Linked DNA regions of Sus scrofa: region 1 is linked to region 2. A link is a contact called in public promoter capture Hi-C data. All regions are on one chromosome and are shown on one strand. The core of a region is the stretch at or near the end of the contact, and the rest is flanking DNA. Distances in the headings are between cores, read along the strand shown.

Region 1 (6,547 bases), core at 3,166-5,665, 550 kb after region 2:
AACATGAAAATTACCATTTTAACCATTTTTTTTGGCCACACCCTCGCCACGCAGTTCTTGGGCTAGGATCGAACCCACACCACAGCAGTGACAAATGCTGGATTCTTAACCCACTGAGCCACCAGGAAACTCCCATTTTAAAGTGTACAGTAATTCAGTGGCATTACTTACCTTCACAGAGTTGTACAAGCATCACCACTGTTTCTAAAAGTATTTCATCAGCTCAAACAGAAATTCTGTTAAACATTAAGTAATAACATTAAGTAAGAACTTCCCCACAGCCCCAGTAACCTCTAATCTATATTCTGTCTCCATGAATTCAACTATTCTAGGTATTTTACATAAGTGGAATCATAAAATATTTGTCCTTTCGTGTCTGACTTATTTCACGTAGTGTAAGTTTTCAAGGTTCATAGAGGTCGTAGCATGTTTCAGAACGTCAGTCCTTTTTAGGGCTGATTCATGTTTCACTGTATGTATAAACCACATTTTGTTTGTCTGTTCATCTGCTGATGGACGTGAATCCTGTCCACCTTTTGTCCATTGTGAATAATGTTACTGCAAACACGGGTTTAGAAATACCTCTTTGAGGCCTGGCCTTCAGTACACCGAGGCATGGGATTGCTGGATTGTTTGGTTGGTTCTGTTTAACCTCTTGAGAAACCATCAAACTTATCCACCAGTGAGAAAAGAGAACCGTCCCACATTGTTGGTGGGAACGTAAGCTGGTGCAGGCACTATGGAAAAAAGGACGGAGATTCCTCAAAAAGCTAAAACTAACGTTGCCATACGATCCAGGAATCCCACTCCTGGGCGTATATCCAGACAAGACTCTAATTCAAAAAGATACATGTGGGAGTTCTCCTGGTGGCTCAGCTGGTTAAGAAACTAACTAGTATCCATCAGGATGCGGGTTCAATCCCTGGTTGCTCAGTGGGTTAAGGATCTGATGTTGCTGCAAGCTGCAGCATAGCTGCAGATGTGGCTTGGATCTAGTGTGGCTGTGGTGTAGGCCAGCAGCTGCAGCTCTGATTTGACCCCTAGCCTGGGAACTTCCATATGCCACACTTGTGGCCCTAAAAAAAGGGAAAAAAAAGATACATGCACCCAAATGTTCACAGCAGTACTATTCATAGTAGCCAAGTCACGGAAACAATCTAAATATCCAGATGAATGGATAATGAAGATGCGATACATAGAATAGAATAGAATACTACTCAGCCACAAAAAAGAATGAAAAATATTGCAGCAACATGGACGGACCTATAGATTATCACACTAGGGTGAAGTAAGTCAGAAAGACAGAGACAATACCATGTGATATCACTTATATGTGGAATCTAAACTATGATGTAAATGGATTTATCTATGAACAGAAATGGATTCACAGGCATAGAGAACAGATTTGTGGTTGCCAAGGGGGAAGGGGGTGGAGGGATGGAGTGGGAGCTTGGGGTTAGCAGATGCAAACTATTGTATATAGAATGGATAACAACAAGGTCCTCCCATATAGCACTGGGAACTCTATTCGATATCCTGTGGTAACCCATAATGGAAAAGAATAGTGCAAAAGAATGTATGTATAACACACACACACACACACACATTTATATATATTCCCACCAGCAGTGCCCTATGTTTCCAATTTCTTCGCATCCTTGCCAGTGTTTGTTATTTTCCATTAAAACAGTGTTTTAAATTATAGCTATTCTAGGAGTTCCCGTTGTGGCTCAGTGACTAACGAATCTGACTAGGAACCATGAGGTTGTGGGTTCGATCCCTGGCCTTGCTTAATGGGTTGGGGATCCAGCATTGCGGTGAGCTGTGGTGTAGGTCACAGACGTGGCTCGGATCCCGCATTGCTGTGGCTGTGGTGTAGCTGGCAGCTGCAGCTCTGATTGGACCCCTAGCCTGGGAACCTCCTTATGCCGCAGGTGCAGCCCTAGAAGAGGCAAAAATACAAAAAAAAAAAAAAAAAAAAAAAAAAGAAATTTAGCCATTCTCCTAGGCAAAAGGTGGTTTCTCATAGTTTTGATTTGCATTTCTTTAATGAGTAATAATGAGTAATAACACTGAGCACCTTTTCATGTGTTTATTGGCCTTTTGTCTATCTTTGGAGAAATGTCTGTTCAAATCCTTTGCTCATTTTTTGAACTGTTGAATTAGTTTTGTTGTTGTTGAGCTTTAGGAGTTCTTTACATACTCTGGACAGTGGACCCTTATCAGATATATACCTGCAAATATTTTCTCCTATTCTATAGATGTCTTCTCTCTTTCTTTCTTTGTCTTTTTGCCTTTTCTAGGGCCACTCCCGCGGCACATGGAGGTTCCCAGGCTAGGGGTCTAATCGGAGCTGTGGCTGCCTGTCCACGCCAGAGCCACAGCAATGCCAGATCTGAGCCGTGTCTGTGACCTACACCACAGCTCACGGCAACGCGGGATCCTTAACCCACTGAGTGAGGGCAGGGATCGAACCTGCAACCTCACGGTTCCTAGTGGGATTCGTTAACCACTGAGCCACAACGGGAACTCCTCACTTTCTTGATCGTCTTTTTTTCTTTTTTTTAAAATCCTTTTAGGGTTGCACCTGTGGCATATGGAGGTTCCCAGCGTAGGGATCGAATCTGAGCTGTAGCCGCTGGCCTACGAAACAGCCACAGCAACGCCAGATCCGCACCTCATCCGCAACCTACCCCACAGCTCACGGCAACGCTGGATCCTCGACCCACTGAGCGAGGCCGATAAACCTGCATCCTCATGGATTCTAGTGGGATTTATTTCCAAGGAGCCACAGCGGGAGCGCCTCGACCATCTCCTTTGATGCACAAAAGCTTTTTTTCCCCTTTGTTGCTTGTGCTTTTGGTATCATATTCATGAAATCATAGTCATGAAGATTTCTCCCAATTCAAAGATTTTTTTTTTCTTTTTCTTTTTAGGGCCGCACCTGTGGCACATGGAGGTTCCCAGGCTAGGGCTCGAATCAGAGCTGCAGCTGCCGGCCTACACCACAGCCACAGCAACGCGGGATCTGAGCCACATCTGCCCTGGCCCTGAGCCTCCATGGGTACCATTTGCTTCTCTTCGGTACACTAGTTAATGTTAACACCCACTACCCACTCCCTGAATAGACAGGCCAGGCTGGGGCTGGGGCTAAGATCGCAGGTTTAACTCTGTACAGGTGCAGCAAAGTTTTCCTGGAGGAAGTGACCCATGAGTAGAAGCCAGGCCCACTAGAGGGAAAGGTGTTCCAAACAGCAGGCGTAGGGCGACCAAAGGAAATGAGGGTCAAAGACAATGGCACAGGGGGACAAAGCCCAATTCACTGTGGTTTCAAAGCAGAGCAGAGTACCCTCTCCTGTGGTGTCACTGGCATTGATAGCTTTTCAAGACCTGTAGCCCGCCCTCTCCACATTTCAACAGACCTGTCACCTCCATGGCCTGCATGGCCTCAGTGAGTCCCTCCTTTCATTCGTCACACCAGCCTGTCTGCAGAGCTCTGGACAGTTCCCTGCAAACTCATGATTCACTGTCAAGTGCACCTGCAAGAGATGCTGCTGCTGCTCCAGGGGCTGCCCAACAGGGTACAGAACGATCAGCAGAACTCGGTCAGGATACTGCGTTGGTGGCCAGCTCAGCCATCCTCTCCCGTGCAGTCTCAAGCAAGCCTCTTCCCCACTCTGAGCCAGGGGCTTCTTAGATGAAATCAGCTGCATGCCTTTACTCTCAGGGGCCTGAAGTTTCTGCATGAACTGGACCCTTAAGCCTTGCTCCACACAAGGACGGTTCTTTCTCCCGTCCTTCCAGGCCCGAATCTGCTGGAACGTTTTATGCCCTTGAACCTCTGCACTTGTTCTCTCCACTGCCTGGATTTTGCTTCTTTCTCCTCCTGGCCAATTCCTACTGCATCCCTCACCACCTGACTCGAGGCCATCACCTCCGAGAAGCAGGGCCTCCTTTCTTCAGTCCTTCTTTTTCCGTGGTTTCTCATCTCGCTGTCACATATTGCCTGCCTTGTGTCGGTGTCGCCTCCCCTCACAGGTCTCGAGGGCAGAGTCCGGGAGTGGGGGGAGGGGGCTGCACCCAGTTTCAAGCGCCGCCTGGTCCAGAGCGTCTGTTACCTTAGCGTTCGGTGTGGGCGCCTTGGGGTTAAAACACGGAGGCCTCGGAGGCGGCGCCTGCGGAGCGTGCCAACAGGAGAGGGGGAGCCGCCCGGAGGCTCCGACCTCGTCCCCTCTCACCGCCCCCGAAAGCTTACAGGAGTCCCCACTCAGGTGCGACTTTGGTGGGGTCCGAGGGTCTAGACCCTGGGGGCGGCTTCTCCCACGTTTTCCTTCCGTTCTCCCCCCAAAACGCTTTTGGTACAACCCGGGGATTCCCCGCCAGCCGCGTGACGTCACGGAGTCCCCGCCGGGCCCCGCCCCGCCCGGCCGCGCCCACCTCTGCGAGAGCAGCGCGCGGGGCGGGCGGCAGCGGGCGGCCATGGCGGGGCCCAGCGACCCCGGCGCCCCTGTCGCCTGCTGGAAACGCCACATCGTGCGGCAGCTTCGACTCCGGGACCGCACGCAGAAGGCCCTCTTCCTGGAGCTGGTGCCAGCCTGTGAGTGCTGGTGCCCGGGGGGCCCTATGACCGTCGGGGGCGCGGGGAGAGGGTTTGGCTGCTTCGGCTTTGACCCTGGCGTATCATCTTTTCGTCTCCGAAGCTTGAGCCTTCTAGAGCCCCTGTTACGCCCCATCTCCGACTAGCCGGTGTTCTTGCCCGTTACGAACCCGGGTCTGCTTAGAGCCCTTTGCCGGATGGAGCTCTGGCTCTTCCTTGCGCCTGGGGGCCCGGCTCTGCCTCTCAACAACTGGGCTTCCTAGGAACGGGTTCGTCAGCGAGTGTTGGTTTGTTAGGGTCGCTTAGACGTCCCCTTCCTGGGCAGTCTCCAGGGTAGAGCCTGATCAGTCCATCTGGTCCCCATAAGCACAGCGAAAGATCACAGGACTGTCCAGAGCAGTTACTTCTAAACTCTAGAGAGGAAGTTCAGAGTCCGAAGCTTTGCCACTGAGAGGCTCAGGTTTTTGGAGCATCTCTCTGTCCAGCCACCTCTGGCCTGAGGGAGAAGCAGGGGGCCCCAGGCTTTGGAGGGCCGTGGCTGAGCCTGGGGAAGTCAGACTCTCAGACCTGTTTCTGGGAAGCTGGTCAGGAAAGGGTATGCAGTTCAAGTCGGGATGAAGAGCTGTACATCTGGGTGCAGTGCCTCTGGTCGGCTGAGATTCTGTGTCAGGGGTTGAAAGTCTAACCACAGTCCCTTCCGCTCCATCACTGGTCCTAACCTTGGCTGCTACTTAACTGTCTCCTCCAACCCCCACAACTGAATCTGCTGCTTCGTCCTGGGCGATTTCTTTGCAACCTTCTGGCCATCAGTCCTCCGCCTTCAGGGATGAGGCCAGCCCCATGCCTCTAGGCAGCCTCACTTCTCCGTGGCTCTGAGGGACAGTGGAACCTTCCAGTTACCCTCACCCCCTGGGGTGGCAGATGTGTGGGATTGGAGAGATGCTGGAGGGCTGAACACAGACTCCCAGTTGGTTCTGTCTTCTCTGGTTTGGGGCAGGTCATAGCCCTAAGCCTCAGGTTTCTCACCAGTAAACTGGACGGACTAGCATCTCGTTTGGATTTGCTGGGCAGGAGTGGGGGTTGTGGTGGGGTTTTGTGTGAGAACAAGTCCAGTGAGAGCGAGGAGCTGCGGAGCTAGGCCTGGGCTTATCCACCGCCCTAACCTGGAACCGGCTGAGAAAGAGGAAGTGCCCACGAGTGGGGGTGGAGGGTTGTGTTCCAGGCTTCGTAGCAGAAACTACCAAACTTGAGAACTTGCTGTTTTGGCCTGTGGGGAACGTTACACCAGCCCTGGGGAAATCAGGATTTTTTTTTTGATCTGGAAAGTCTGAGCCTCCGGAGGGGAAGTAACTTGCCGAAGGCCACAGGCTGGTGGAGCTCAGTTTGTCTCATTGCTCTCTGGGCCCAGGCCCGGCCCTGGGGGAGGCAGGATCCATCCCCAGCTCCTTCGCTCACTCAGGCCCTGCTCTGCCATCTCCCTCCCCAGCCGTGGTGGTCCTTCTCTGCTTCTCTGTCCTGGGGGAAGCAGGTCTTCTCCTGGGAGGGCCTGGGGGCTGTGCTCTTAGGAGGGAGTGCAAGGGCTGGAGATTCTGGCAGAGCTACACCAACTCCCCTCGGGATCCCTGGGCTCCTGCAGCCCTCGCAGCCAGAGGCAGCTTGCACACCTGGAGTCTGCTGGAAAGGGTCTATCTGTGCTCCAGGCTCGCCCCCTTGCACCCCTAGATAACCGTCTCCTAGAGAAGGCTGAGCTGCTGGCCCGGTTCTCAGAGACACTGCTGCCAGAGCCAAACAGTGTCACGCCAGCTACCCACCAGGGCCCCTGGTAAGTGTGTGTGTGTGACAGGGGGTGGTGGTCACAATGGGCTTCCTGTGCCTGGCCCTGCTGCCACTGCCTTGGCTGGGCTCATTCTCTCCCTGGTACCTCCATGGCCCCTGACCGATGCCCAGGGG
Region 2 (6,449 bases), core at 1,140-3,639:
GGCAACACTCGAGAGCCTTGCACTGGTCCTGCCCTGCTGTGTCCTGGAGGCAGCTGGACGAGGGGTAGAAACTCTTAGGGGCTTCCCAGGGGCACGAGGTTCTCGGGTACCTTGGTTCCCTCTAGGGTTGGTAGCTATGCAACTCTCGGAGGACTGTTCTGTCCTTGCACAGCCCCCACGGCTGGGCCTGAGTTTATTTCTGGGCTCCCATTTCCCCTTTGCCCCTGGGGAGATCACTGTCTTCACATCCCAACCGCAGAAGCGAGGGGCAGGTACCTGTGTGAGAACGCCGGGCAGGTGGTGATGAAGCTAGGATGAGAACTGAGTGAAGGCTTGCAGACCCGGTCTCTCTCGCCGCATCAGGGAGCTACTCTTACACCAAGAGGCGACCGACGGGGGAGTCGGGCACAGCCTGGAGGACGAATGCTGGGTGCCGGGAGGGCTTTGAGACACTGTTTCATTCTGTCAATACATCTATCTAGTCTGGAAGGCCCCACCGACACGCCCGCTCCACAGCCCTGGCTTCGCTTCAGCTGCGTGAAGCCAATGCATATTTGACACAGGTTCAACTCGGCAGTGAAAGTTCTCTCCCGGGTTAAAGGGGATCCTCCGACCGCGGCCTAGGCGTTGGCAGCGGTGGCAGCGAGGCTGGCGGCCTGCGCCTTTAAGGAGCCAGGGGGCGGGGAGGCGGGGCAGGAAGCGGACTCCCAGGAGACGCCGCCACCGGCTAGGTCTTTTTTGGGGAAGGGGCGGGCCAGGCCCCGCTAAGAGCCCCGCCCCCTTTCCGGGCGGCCCGGGGTGGGAGGGGAAGTGGCCCCGGGGTGTCGGAGCGAAACCGGTCCTGGGCGCTCCCGGCTCCGCGTCCCGCCCACAAAGGCTCAAGTTTGTTGACTTGGAGCGAGTAGCTGGGGCGGGGGCGAGTGCTAATAATACCCGTCGGTTCTGCTGCAGCGCTTTACAGTTTACACAGCTGTCACCTTCGTTGCTCCTTAATTAATAATAAAAATAGCCGCCGTTTGAGAGCGCCCGCTGGATGCCAGGCCGCGTGCCGAGAGCTTTACAAGCACAGTCCCAAGGAGTCTGCCCTCATAACGTTACCCCCATTTTACGGAGCGGGAAGGCGACGCTCCCGGAGGCGCCGAGACTTAGCCGAGGTCAATGGGCCGATCCGCGGCTCTGGGATCTAGGCGCGGGGCCCAGCAAGGCGGGGCGCGGGTGCTGCCCCCAGCTCCGCGGAGAGCGGCGGGGGCGGAGCGGCGGGCGGGGCGGAAGGCGAGGGGGGTGCGGCGGCGGAGGATGGCCATCTTAAGTGGCCGCGGAGAGTCCAGGGCCGCTTCCCTGGGGAAGGGGGCAGCGGTACAGCGCAGGAGGTGGGGGTCCGGGCTGGGCGGCCGCGGCTCTGGGGAGAGGTCGGGAGCCCGGGGCGTTGAGGGAACTTTCTTCTAGATGGGCCAGGGGAAGCCTGGTCTCGGAGTGCTGAACCCCTCAAGGCCGGGGCCTGCGGGGATGGGGGATGGTGCCAGGGAACTTGGCCGAGAGGGGGAAGGGCCCTGGCCGGACTGAGAGGGGCTGCCGGGAGGGTGCATGGGGATTCGGACACTGGACCCCGTCTGGGGGTTCGTGGGGGATCCCCTCGCGGGATTTGGACCCAGTGTGGTTTGGAGGTTCAGGTCTAAGAAGGGGGCCGGATTTCCCCGGAGTTGGGGGTGATGGGGAGAGGAACGGGAGGAGGTTCATCATGAGATACTTTGCGGATTTTGGTAACTCGACCCTACGAGTCTGGGGGGGAGGGGACGAATGGAAAGGCTTTGGGTGAAATCAGACGTTTATGAGAGTTGGGGGTCGTATCTTTGCGACTATTGAAGGGAGGAGGATGGGGTCGGGATCCCGAAGTGTCAGGGCGCAGGATGGGGGACTGGGGCTTCGATGGGGTGGGGGCGGTGTGAGGGGCCGGATCTCCTCCGGGTGATGACGGCGGGGCAGGATCGTTGTGGGGTGCGGGAGGCTGGCTTGCCCTGGGGCTTAGGGGGTCCCGCGGGCGTGCGGAGGGCGACTCCTCGGGGGGTGGGGGCAGGGGCGGGCCGAGCGGCGGGGGCGGGGGCGGGCCGCCGGGCCCCGCGCTGCACGCCTGCCCCTCCCCCGCCGCCTCTGAACAAACTTTTCTTTCTCTTCAAGTTGAGGCCGGCGCTGCTGGCGGCGGCGGCGGCGGCGGCTGCGCGGCAAACCCGGCGTCCAGCGCGGCGGAGCGCGGAGCCGCGATCCCCGGCTCGATCCCGCCAGCGGATCCTCAGGCCCGGGCCCCGGGCCCGGCCCCAGCCTCGGCCCCGAGCGTCCTGGGGCGAATGGCGCGGGGCGGCGGGCGCGGGCGGCGCTGAGCCCTGCGCGGGCCATGGCCTCCGCGTGCGGGGCGCCGGGCCCGGGGGAGCGGGCCCGGGGGCCGCGCTGGGCAGCCCGGCCCCCGCCTGGTACCACCGCGACCTGAGCCGGGCCGCCGCCGAGGAGCTGCTGGCCCGGGCAGGCCGCGATGGCAGCTTCCTGGTCCGAGACAGCGAGAGCGTGGCAGGAGCCTTCGCGCTCTGCGTCCTGTGAGTGGGGCCGCCGGCGGGCGGGCGGGCGCGGGCACGGCCTGGGCTTCGTGGGGTGGTGTGGGGCGGGCCCGGGACCGTGGGCCGCCAGCACCCTCCAGAGCGGGGGCCTGGCCTTCTGCTGGGCCCGAGGAAGGATGCAGGGATCGCTTCCTTCCTGCTGTGTGTCTGAGCGCACTTGCTGGGGCACGGAGGGCCGGCATGGGGGGTCCCGCTGCTCAGGGTGGCCGTTCTGGGGCAAATGCAGGGAGTCTCTGGACGACCCCCTCAGCCGCCCTCCAGGCACTGGTGCCGATGTGCTTTCCACGGTTCTGTGCACTTTACTTTGTATAGGGGTTGGACGTCTGAGTGGCAGTCAGGGCCCCATGAACCCCGGGGGTGTGGAGTTGCCCAGCAGCTTCCTTAGGGGGCCTTTCTGTGCCCGCAGGACTGAGGCTGGGCTTGCTTGGCTGTCTCATCTGGGGCTGGGGGGCAGGGTGGTGTTGACAAGAAGGGGGGGAGCTGTGTCTGCGGAGTCACTGTTTTATGAATCAGTGAGTGAGTGTGCCCGGGGCTGGCTCTGGGATCCGCTGCCCTGTCCCTGAGCTATGGGTGCCCAGCGAGGGGCTAGGCTTGGCCCGCTCTCTGAGTGGGCCTGGTTTTGTGTTTGTGCGGCAGCGGTGCTGGGTGAGTTTGTGCATTTTCAGTTTTGGACTGTTCTGCCTGAGCTGCCCTCTTGGGCCTCGAGATGTGGCACTGGGAGGGCTCGGGTAGGCTCCGGAGTGGAAGCAGGTGAGTGGGAAGCTGTGGGGCTGCTTTGTTTAGATCCAGTTATGGTTCTTCTTAGGCCGGTGAGCCTTCCCAAGTCCCCACTCCTGTGGCCTTTCCCCCTCTGTTCTCACATCTTTGGGGGTGCCCTGGCCTGGGCCAGCGGTTCTCACTTGGGGTTGAGTTTCCTCCTCAGAGGATATCTGGTCACGTCTGGAGACACTTTGGGTTGTCACACCTGGGACTGTGCTGCTGGCTTCTCTTGGGTAGAAGCCAGGAGCGCTGCTAAACCTCCGATCACACACAGGACAGCCCCTCACGACAAAGGATCACGTGCTCCAAAGTGTCAGTGGGGCTGAGGTTGAGAAACCCTGGCCTGGGCGGTGGACCTGAAGAAGAAGGAGTCCCCTGAGTCTCAGCTTATGTCCCATGTCTGAGGCCCAACAGGGAAGACCGAACAGGGACAGCTTATTAGGCAGATGAATATCCAGAGTCCTGCATCCCAGCCGCCCCGTGGCACACCCCCTAATTGGGGGGGGGAGGCAGGTGCTGGGTCAGCTGTTGAGTGGGAGGGGACAGCTGGGCCTGTGTCGGGATGAGCAGCATTATTGTCCCAGGAGGGGAAGATCTTGGCTCCGCTGCCCGGAGAGGGGATGGGTGGGGTGGGGTCTGTCCTTTTGGGCTTTGGCTTTCCTTGCTGAGTCCGGTTACGCCTCGCATCGCAGGAGCCTGGGGTGGGTGATCAGAACCAAACTTGCTTACCTGTATGTAACACCCACATGTACAGAGAACCTTCAGGAACAGCCCTGTCCCAGCAGGCACCGACAGGCCAAGCAGCAGGCCAGGATTCAGGCCCCGGCCTCTGTCCCGACCTTGAATCCCAGCTCTGCCTTTAACTTGCTCTGTGATCTTAAGCAAATATCTTTTCATCTCTGAGCCTCAGTTTTTTCTTCTGGAGAATGGGAATAATAATAACCTCTGCCTTAACACGTAAGGATTAAATGAGATCCCATCTGTAGGATGCTGAGTACTTGGCTTGTCACAGAGACAGCTCAGTTAATGGGCTGCTGTTACTGTTGGAAACACAGACCCACAGTCCACAAACCAACACACATAGTCACACACAGACGCCCACACAGCTTGTGCCCATTTGGCGTCAGGAGAGCCTCTGAGCGGGGCTTACCTGAGGGGAGAGGACTCTGGGCATCTCAGAGTGGCATCTGGGCCCTCTGGTGCCAGTACTGCCCCCTGCCAGCACACACGGGCCCAGGGCACCGTGGAGCACGCCTGCCCTGAGGTGCGGCTGCACAAGGATCCTCCACCCGCACAGGGTGCAGCCGGTACCACCCAGGCCGGGCTCAGCTGTCACCTGCTCAGCTGTTGGTGCCATCTGTCAGCACCTCTCTTGCCCCTCCTTAGCTTGGGGCTCCTAGAGGCCCAGGAATCCTGCAGAGGGTCGCCCCTGCTTCCTGGTATCTGGGGAAGCGGGGAGAAGGCCTCGGTGATGGCCACACACCCGGCAGCAAAACTGCCCAACAGGCCAGCTGCAGCCAAGCCAGACACCAACATACACACAGGCGGCAGGCGCACACGTGGGCTGGCACGTCACACCTGCACACGGACGGGCTACCCAGGCGTCTGAGGACTCTTACTCTGGCGGGGGGCCCAGACTGGTACAGCAGCCCAGAGGGGCTGTTTAGACAGCTGTAGAAGCCACAAAAGAGCTGCCTGTTGCCTCCCGGGCCCTGCGGTGTGTGGGGAGCCTATGTAGGTCTGGGTTGCGGAGGGCGGGGGGGTTCTGGACAGTTCTGCTTTGCTTGGCACCAGCAGGAGAGGGTAGACCGGCCCCATCATTAACCCTGTGCAGCCTGGGCAAACGGTTTTAGGGAAACCATGCTGCAGGGGCTGGGAGCTGAGCCTGTTGGTAGGAAGGGGGGGTGCCTTGGCACTCAGACCCCAGCCTGGGGGGTGACAGATTCTGCTCCCCTGCTTTGCCATCAGGTATCAGAAGCACGTGCACACGTATCGGATTCTACCTGATGGAGAAGACTTCCTGGCTGTGCAGGTAGGAGCTCGGACTCTGACCCTTGTTTTTTTTTTTTTTTTTTTGCTTTTTACGGAAGTTCCAGGCTAGGGGTCGAATCGAGGCTGCAGCTGCTGGTCTGCACCACAGCCACAGCAACGAGAGATCAGAGCCATGTCTGGGACCTACACCATAGCTCACGGCAATGCCAGATCCTTAACCCACTAAGTGAGGCCGGGGATTGAACCCGAGTCCTGCTGAGCCATGACGGGAGCTCCCTGACTCTTGATCTTGATGGCAGCGCAGGGTCTGGGACTGGCTGGTTGACCCCTCTCCCACCCTTGCTGCCTGCAGACCTCGCAGGGCGTGCCTGTGCGCCGCTTCCAGACCCTGGGGGAGCTCATCGGCCTGTACGCCCAACCCAACCAGGGCCTGGTGTGCGCCCTGCTGCTGCCTGTGGAGCGGGAGCGGGAGCTGGACCCTCCGGATGAGCGGGACGCCTCAGGTGCAGCCCAGCGCACCGTGTGCCCAGCCGTCTCTTGCCCCATCCCTGGTGTCACCTGTGGCTTCCCACCCGCCTCTCAGCCTGCCTCCCCCAAAGGTCCCTGCTGTTGACCGTGGTGCCCGGGCTCTTGCCCACCTTCCCCGGCCACGCTAACTACCCCTGTACTTCTCTGAGGGCGAGAGGCTCACACGGCTGCCCACTGGCCCTTGTTCACAGATGGGGAGGATGAGAAGCCCCCACTGCCCCCTCGCTCTGGTCTACCAGCGTTTCTGCCCCCCTGGGGCCCAGCAGCCCCCCAGCAGCCCCTGAGACCCCCCGACTCCAGCTGTTGAGAGGTGAGACCTTTGAGCTCCCAACACCCCCTCTCAGCCCCAGAGGCAGACTGACTGCCACCTGTACCCCCCATCTAGGGCCTCCCCTGACCTCTTATCCTCTCTCCGAAGTGCTCCCAACGGGCTGAGCACCGTCTCGCACGAGTACCTGAAGGGCAGCTACGGGCTGGACCTGGAGGCGGTGCGCGGCGGGGCCAGCAACCTGCCGCATCTCACCCGCACGCTGGCCGCCTCGTGCCGGCGGCTGCACAGGTACC

The links. Promoter capture Hi-C pulls out the DNA fragments that hold promoters and counts their contacts.
Region 1: a contact with region 2 is called in a promoter capture Hi-C map of liver, with 3 times the contacts expected there. The contact joins the promoter of ATG16L2 here to the promoter of INPPL1 in region 2. A contact is called at or near these places in 1 of 5 promoter capture datasets (liver) and 1 of 47 Hi-C or Micro-C datasets (liver).

The regions. Positions count from the first base shown.
Region 1 is chr9:7,342,558-7,349,104 of Sscrofa11.1, forward strand. It overlaps ATG16L2 (autophagy-related protein 16-2), which reads left to right and starts at 4,416. Exons shown (of 17, transcript XM_013977351.2): 1 at 4,416-4,597; 2 at 6,320-6,419. The coding sequence starts at 4,480. It also overlaps a transcript of STARD10 not described here.
Region 2 is chr9:6,791,582-6,798,030 of Sscrofa11.1, forward strand. INPPL1 (inositol polyphosphate phosphatase like 1) reads left to right here and starts at 2,390. Exons shown (of 32, transcript NM_001190279.1): 1 at 2,390-2,421; 2 at 2,424-2,585; 3 at 5,334-5,397; 4 at 5,710-5,860; 5 at 6,077-6,115; 6 at 6,118-6,175; 7 at 6,178-6,195; 8 at 6,304-6,444. The coding sequence starts at 2,390.